2 separate regions of the Arachis hypogaea genome follow, and region 1 is linked to region 2. The links are chromatin contacts, called in public Hi-C maps. All regions are on one chromosome and are shown on one strand. Each heading gives the region's core, a stretch centred on a gene start, on an enhancer-like site or on the middle of the called end of the contact. The rest is flanking DNA. Distances are from core to core; before and after follow the strand shown. Region 1 holds the start of LOC112782483. Region 2 holds the start of LOC112783815 (large ribosomal subunit protein P1).

Region 1 (3,247 bases), core at 407-2,906, 150 kb after region 2:
TTGATAAGTCGATGATTATCCCACCAAACTAACATATCCTGATGTAATTATCTGGTCAGGCTTCACACATTTCACCATTGGGTCCGGTCCTTCCCTGGACCCGTGTTAACGCGGGATGCTTGTGCACCGGGCTCTCCTTTTTTATAGTTAGATTATGCAGAATTAAGTGGCTTAAATATTTCGTTACAATTCTTTCTTTCAAGAAGAGTACTCCGCAAAACTACTAATTAAGCCACGTTTTATCACCAGAGTTTAACGGGTTTTTAGACAAAGGTTTGACACACACAACCAAGAAAAACCGAAGATTCAATCTTCAAAGTTGTCACATAAAATAACTTCAAAACAATCTAAGTCAACATCTGAATTTTCTTGTCCCTGTTATGAATAACGTTTCTATTCCAATAACGTAAACGATTTCAAATAATATATTCAACGAGCGGATGAATGCAGCATACCTGCTAGTGTTATCAATTTTCATTGGCAATGAAGAAGAGCCTTTCTTATCCATCCCTTTCACAAGCATAGATTTATTAACAGCTAATGATTCTGGATTTGGAGCCTGCATTTTAATAGAAGTAAGGCTTGGAGAAGAAGCATAGGCCTTCAAAGGTGACAAAATAGACTTGGAAGGTGAAGAAGAAGATGATGATGAAGACGAGCCAATAAATTTTCCTTTCGCTAGGCTCGCCCAATTGGGTTTCCATACCCATCCAATTAGAACACCAAAAAGAAATGCTACCCATATTGGACCAAGAAACATTGCTACACCTATGCATACACCCAAGATTGCAGGGTTCTCCAACATATCATGAACATATTGTGACAAAGCCATGGCAACAATAACAAACAATTCTTTCTTCAAAATTCAACAAAAAGAAAGATAGAAATACCCTCCTTTTTTTTATTGATAGGTTAAAGGGGTTTGCAACAAGAAGGAGCTGTAGAAGATTTTAGGTGAAGGTATAACAAATTCAGACACGGTAAACAGAAAAGCAAGCAACTTTGGCGAAAAATTAGAGAAAGATTAGGATGAAGGTTAAGGGGTAGTGGTGGTTGTTGGAAGAAAAAAGTGATTAAGACATGAAGGGTTCAAATAAGAGCAGAAGAAGAAGAAGAAGAAGAAGAAGAAGAGAGGTTGTGTTGTCTTGTCTTGGGTTTCAATTTTCATCCAACAACGACGCCGTCGTGTTGGCGAGGCATGATGGTAAAAACGTTACCAATGGCGGTGGTTTATGTGTGTTATTATCTTCTTCTTTGTTGTTGTTGTTGTTGTTATTTGAGATGTTTTCTTTGTTGGGATTGGATTATTGGTGGATGAGAATTGAGGAAAGAGATAAGTGTGAGAGAGGAACCAATGGGCGTTTTGGGGAATAAATAAGAAGCCAAATATAAATAAAAGGAAGGGGAAAATGGTGGTGGGAATTGGGAATTTGAGAAAAGGAAGAAGATGCGTGTGAATTGGAAGCTACTATTACTATGTTATTGTTGTTCGTTGAAAGCGAGGGTTTGGAGCTTGCTAAGTCTAACGTGTTTCCAATTGACGGTGTTTGTTGGTTCGGTCTTAAAAATTGATTGAAATATTTAAAAAAAAAATGAATGGAGGTAACACAAAGCTATATCAAAGTACTAGTACTACATTGGTTTATATAAATTAAGCAATCATATAGTAAGTGGCTACTATGGTCTATGGACACGCCAAGGCCTTCACGTTTTGTGAAACTCGTTTTTCTTGCGTTTCTTATGTCGAGTTTAACACTTTACCCTACATTAATGTAATTGATAACATCTTCAACATCATATATACCATATGGTATTTTGAATAAAAAAAGCTTCATAACAACGTTTTTCATAGAGAATTGTTTGAATGTGGTCCTTACAAACCACAGACCACTGCATTTGTTTTATTCTATTTTAACTTTAATATGTACATTGTACTGTACCAAATCTTGCAACATAATCACCTATCTGGTTGCTGCACCGGCCAGTGTGCTTAGGGTTTAGTCCTTTCCAAGTTTACATATTTTTACCGCAAATTAATTTTACTACGACTGCATACTTGGTGAAATACAATTGTGTGATAATAGAGGGGGATATTTCTTGAGTATGAAGGAAACAAGAATTCGGACTCTCTGATTTTTTCTAAAATAAAAAATAGTGTCATTTAACAATAAATCGGACTATAAAATTTTTTTAACAAAAATAAAAAATTAAAATTAAAATTTCTTTTCTCAACCAATAAAAAAAAGTGAAATCGCACTCTCTTATTTCCCTTTTTGAAAACAGTTTTTATAGTATTGAAAAATCATAAAAAATTAAAATTTTTTATCCAATTTTTACTTCAAGTTATTAGTTACTAGAAGAAACATTATTATTCATTTAATGGCACTATGCATAAAATAAAGAGTAATTCACTAATAAAATAAATGCAGTTTAAAATTGTACAGATATTCTAAATTAGAATTAATTATACACCCAGTTTTAAACGTATTTATTTAAATCAAATAACATAATTCGATTTTACCTATTTACATGTAAATTAAATAGGCAAATTCGAATTAGCATGTGTTTCACTTGATTTCTGGTAACCTCAACAAAGTTTCTCGACAGGGTGTCGAATCAAGCTTGTATCAAGATTTCAAGTATCGAGGAGCAAATACGACTCCTTTGAAAAAGAGTAGGCCCGACTTGGGAATTATTTAGTGTTTGTGTCGAAACGTATGAGATGCTTGAATTGTGGCAAATAATAAAGAATTGTAATAAAACAGATGAAGCTTAAAAATTGCAATTGAAAGAAAGCAAAATGCTCGAAGAACAGAACTAAAAACTAAAATACGTAAAGCAAATAATGAAAAGAAAACAAATAAATGAAAAGAAACAGAAAAAAGAAGATAAAAGAAAAGCAAATAAAAGTGGACTTCCAACACTCACATGCACTTGTGCTCCATAGTCTTCCATTGCATTGCTGGGACTGAGAATTTTGGCAGAGGTTTATTTGTGATGATTTAGTATTTTTGAAGAAGTCCTAGATCTCTTCTGAGTTTCTATTATTTATAAACCATGGAAATAGACTTGCCATGGAGCATGTTGTCCACTATTTTACTTTTTCCTTTTTCTCATCCATGACCTTGCCTTGACCATGAAGAATCTTGTCCCCCAAGTTTTGACACCCACATCTTCCTTGGTCTTCAAGTCCCAGTTTTCTTCAGCTTGGTCCTCAAATTTCGCACTCATGTTCTCCATTCAGCTT
Region 2 (3,564 bases), core at 603-3,102:
TTATTTTTTTGGGTGTCTAGAATATAAATGAGTTTGATTTTTAACTACAATGCCGGAGAGGTTTAGAGTTTCACACAATGATGCAAATGCCATATCATAGAATATCCGCCCTAGATCTTTCCAGCAAAATATAATTGCTGGCGTGTTCTATGTTTAGGAAATTGTTTCTTGAGTCATACAAATTAGAAGCTGAGAAGAAAAAAGAACACGGAGAAAAATTAAGATATTAAATGCAAAATAGAAACATAGCTAAATTAGAAAAATCCATCGGCTACGAATATTCAAAAAGAAAATAATAACCACAAAATTAAACACTTAATTGAGATATCGTTTGGCTAAAATTCAATTCAACAAAAAAACTATAGAGCAAAAGTTTTCCCGAGACCCCTCCTTGGAAGGAATACTAGTTTGGCTATAACAAACTAAAAGAAAGAAAACTAATCAAACAAACTGAAGCCCATGTCATCGTCACTCTCTTCCTTGGGCTCCTCCTGCAAATGAAAAATTCACAAGTGCAAAGGGTAAGCTAAAAAATCATGCAATATAACCTTTTATAAAGCTGTGAGGTTAACCACAACTGATAAATAATGGTAATTACACTTGATAATCCAATTAACTAGGTTGTCATTTTACTGGTTAGTTTGAGTGATGATAATTCGCATCAACAAATATAGCATTTTTTATCCTTTTATAGGAAAACATACAAGTATTTCTTTTTTTAGAAGAAAAGAGCATACAAGTCTGTAAGTAATTTTTAGAAGAAACATTATTTAGCTACCAGATTAGTCATACGATTCAAACCTTGATTCACATAGAACAAACAAAAATATCAATTACACAAGTTACAAAAATATGCAAACACAATTCAGTAACAAATGCCTTAAATTTCCTAATCTGATTGAAGTTTGCAAGATAAAAGTTTAATCAATTGCAATTAGAAAAATCATGACATCACATCAGTCATTAGCATCCTCATTTCAAAACTTTTTTCATATCTAAATCATTTTTAAAATCAAAATATTCAAAATCTGAAAATTCTAACAGTGTATCATTGTTTATAATCCATAACATTATATTGACAAATTTCACAACAGAAAGAACTAATTTAAAAACCTAACAAAATACGCTATCACCATTTCTTAATATGCCTAACTAGCAATTAGAAATTATATCAAGACAAAAAAGTATTCAAATTGAATACCTTCTTCTCCTCCTTGGCAGGTGCGGCTTCAGCAGCACCACCGGCGGCGGCACCGCCAGCAGGAGCTGCGACGGCGACGGCACCACCGCCACCAGATCCGGCGTTCAAGACGAGATCCTCGATGTTCCTCTTCTGAGCAAGCTTTGCGAAGAGGCTGGGCCAGAATGCCTCAACTGTAACATTAGCAGCCTTCAACAAAGTGTTAATCTTCTCCGCCTGAACGAACACACAAAAACGACAACAAATTGTTACAAGACGCAGAAGAGAGAGATCTAAAACATAATGCGGTTGAATGAATTGAAATGAGAATAGAGAGAAAGTACTAACAGTGATTGGGATCTCTTCGTCGTGGAGAATCAAAGAGGCATAGGTGCAGCCCAACTCGCTGGAACCCATTGCAGAGCAAGTGAATCGTTTGAAGCTAGGAATGCGCCTGGTGCTCTGAACTGCAACGTTGGCTAGGGTTTTTACTTCTTCAGCTGTGCAGGTCTATATATAGTAGTGATACTCATGTTCATTGGGTTTCCCTATTTTTTTTATTTTTTGAGGTTTTCTTTTTCTTTTCGTCTTTTTTTTTATATTATTTTTGTGGTTTGAGCAAATTATGGGTTGGGCTGTGTTTGGACTATGTACTTTTAACAGATGGGTCATCAGTACTTGGATTTCGTAGTTGGGCTTATTAAGGCCATGGAGAATTATGCCAATCCAAAACTTCAGAGAGCTTTAGCCCAAAATAGTTCCAGAGCCAAAAACAGACAAAAAGGATCTCTCTTGTACTAGCGACCAAATCTTTACCAGTGATCCTCCAATTCATAGCTTTCACCAATTTGATGATTGTACTGTTGTAGTCCGTAAATTGAGCTTAGGACATCATGATCCCTCAATCCCTTTTCAACTCAATAAACACGCTGATGAACACTCTCTTGTTATGCTGGACTAATGTGAAATAACAACAATTTTATTTTAGTCTTGGAGTTCAATCTCAACAACTACGGTAGTGTAATTAAGATCTTAGAGATTAAATTGATAAAAAAGAGAGCACTGTAAAAATTTATAGTCTTGCGCTAACACTCACATGTTTTACTTGATTCAACTATTTCATTGTGACGAAGTCCGAACTTTGAAAACAAACGCTAGGGAATGATATAAGCTTATACGGCTTCCGTGATCCACAGTGGGAGCTTGAAAAAAAAAATTTAAGGAAACCCAAATTTAACATAAAAATTACATAATAGTAATATTTATATTAAAATAAAATTTATAAACATAATTATTTTTAATTTTGTTACTAATAAGATAATAAATAAATAATTTTACGGATAAAAAATATAAAATAATTTATAATGATATTTTTCGAATATTGAGTGATTTAAAATTTATAATACTTATTGAATATTATTTTTAGTTAAAAGACATTTAATTAAAAAATCAATAAATATAAAATAATACTAAATTACAACAACAATAAAGCCTCGTTCCATTAGGTGGAGCCGGTTACATTAATCAAACAACGCCACTGAACTCTATCATGTATTATATCTATAGAGAGACCATTTATATGTAGATCTCGTTTGACCACTTCATGGATGGTCTTATAGGTCTTCCTCTACCTTTCACTCCTTGACCATCTTCAATCTCATCCACCCTCCTGACTGGGTGTTTTGTCGGTTTTCTTTTTACATGTCCGAACCACCTGAGACGCGATTCTACCATCTTTTCCACAATAGATGCTACTCCAACCTTCTCTCTTATATCTTCATTCCTTATTCTATCCAATTGCGTATGACCACTCATCCATCTCCACATCTTCATCTCTGCTACACTTAGCTTATGTTCGTGCAACCCTTTGACCGCCCAACACTCTGTACCATAAAGTATAACCAGTCTGATAGCGGTGTGATAGAATTTACCTTTAAGTTTTAAAGGCACTTTTTTGTTACATATAAAATCAGATGCACTCCGCCATTTTGACCAACGTACTTGGATCCTATGATTTACATCCTGTTCAATCTCTCCATTATCCTGTATGATGCACCTAAGATACTTAAAACTCTTAACTTTTTGTAGGATGTTATCTCCAATCTTCACCTCTATATTAGGGTTTTACCTTCGTAAGCCAAACTTACATTTCATATATTCTGTCTTGCTACGGCTTATGCACAGACCATACACTTCTAGAGCTTCTCTCTATAACTCCAACTTCTTATTTAGGTCTTCCGTTGACTCTCCCATAAGGACGATATCATCGGCAAAAAGCATGCATCATGGTACAGGCTCTTGGATATGCTCTGTGAATACTTCCAAGACTAATGTGAAAAGGTATGGATTTAAGGATGATCCCTGGTGTAATCCTATACCAATAG

Evidence for each region. Hi-C and Micro-C count contacts between places; a contact is called where the count stands out from the background.
Region 1: a Hi-C map of leaf shows a contact between it and region 2, with 2.9 times the contacts expected there. The contact joins the promoter of LOC112782483 here to the promoter of LOC112783815 in region 2. A contact is called at or near these places in 4 of 8 Hi-C or Micro-C datasets (leaf and an unstated tissue).

Annotation. Positions count from the first base shown.
Region 1 is chr20:94,007,541-94,010,787 of arahy.Tifrunner.gnm2.J5K5, forward strand. It overlaps LOC112782483, which reads right to left and starts at 1,657. Exons shown (of 6, transcript XM_025824880.3): 1 at 456-1,657. The coding sequence starts at 832.
Region 2 is chr20:93,853,566-93,857,129 of arahy.Tifrunner.gnm2.J5K5, forward strand. LOC112783815 (large ribosomal subunit protein P1) reads right to left here and starts at 1,853. Exons shown (of 3, transcript XM_025826887.2): 1 at 1,529-1,853; 2 at 1,202-1,417; 3 at 227-491. The coding sequence starts at 1,597. The coding sequence ends at 438.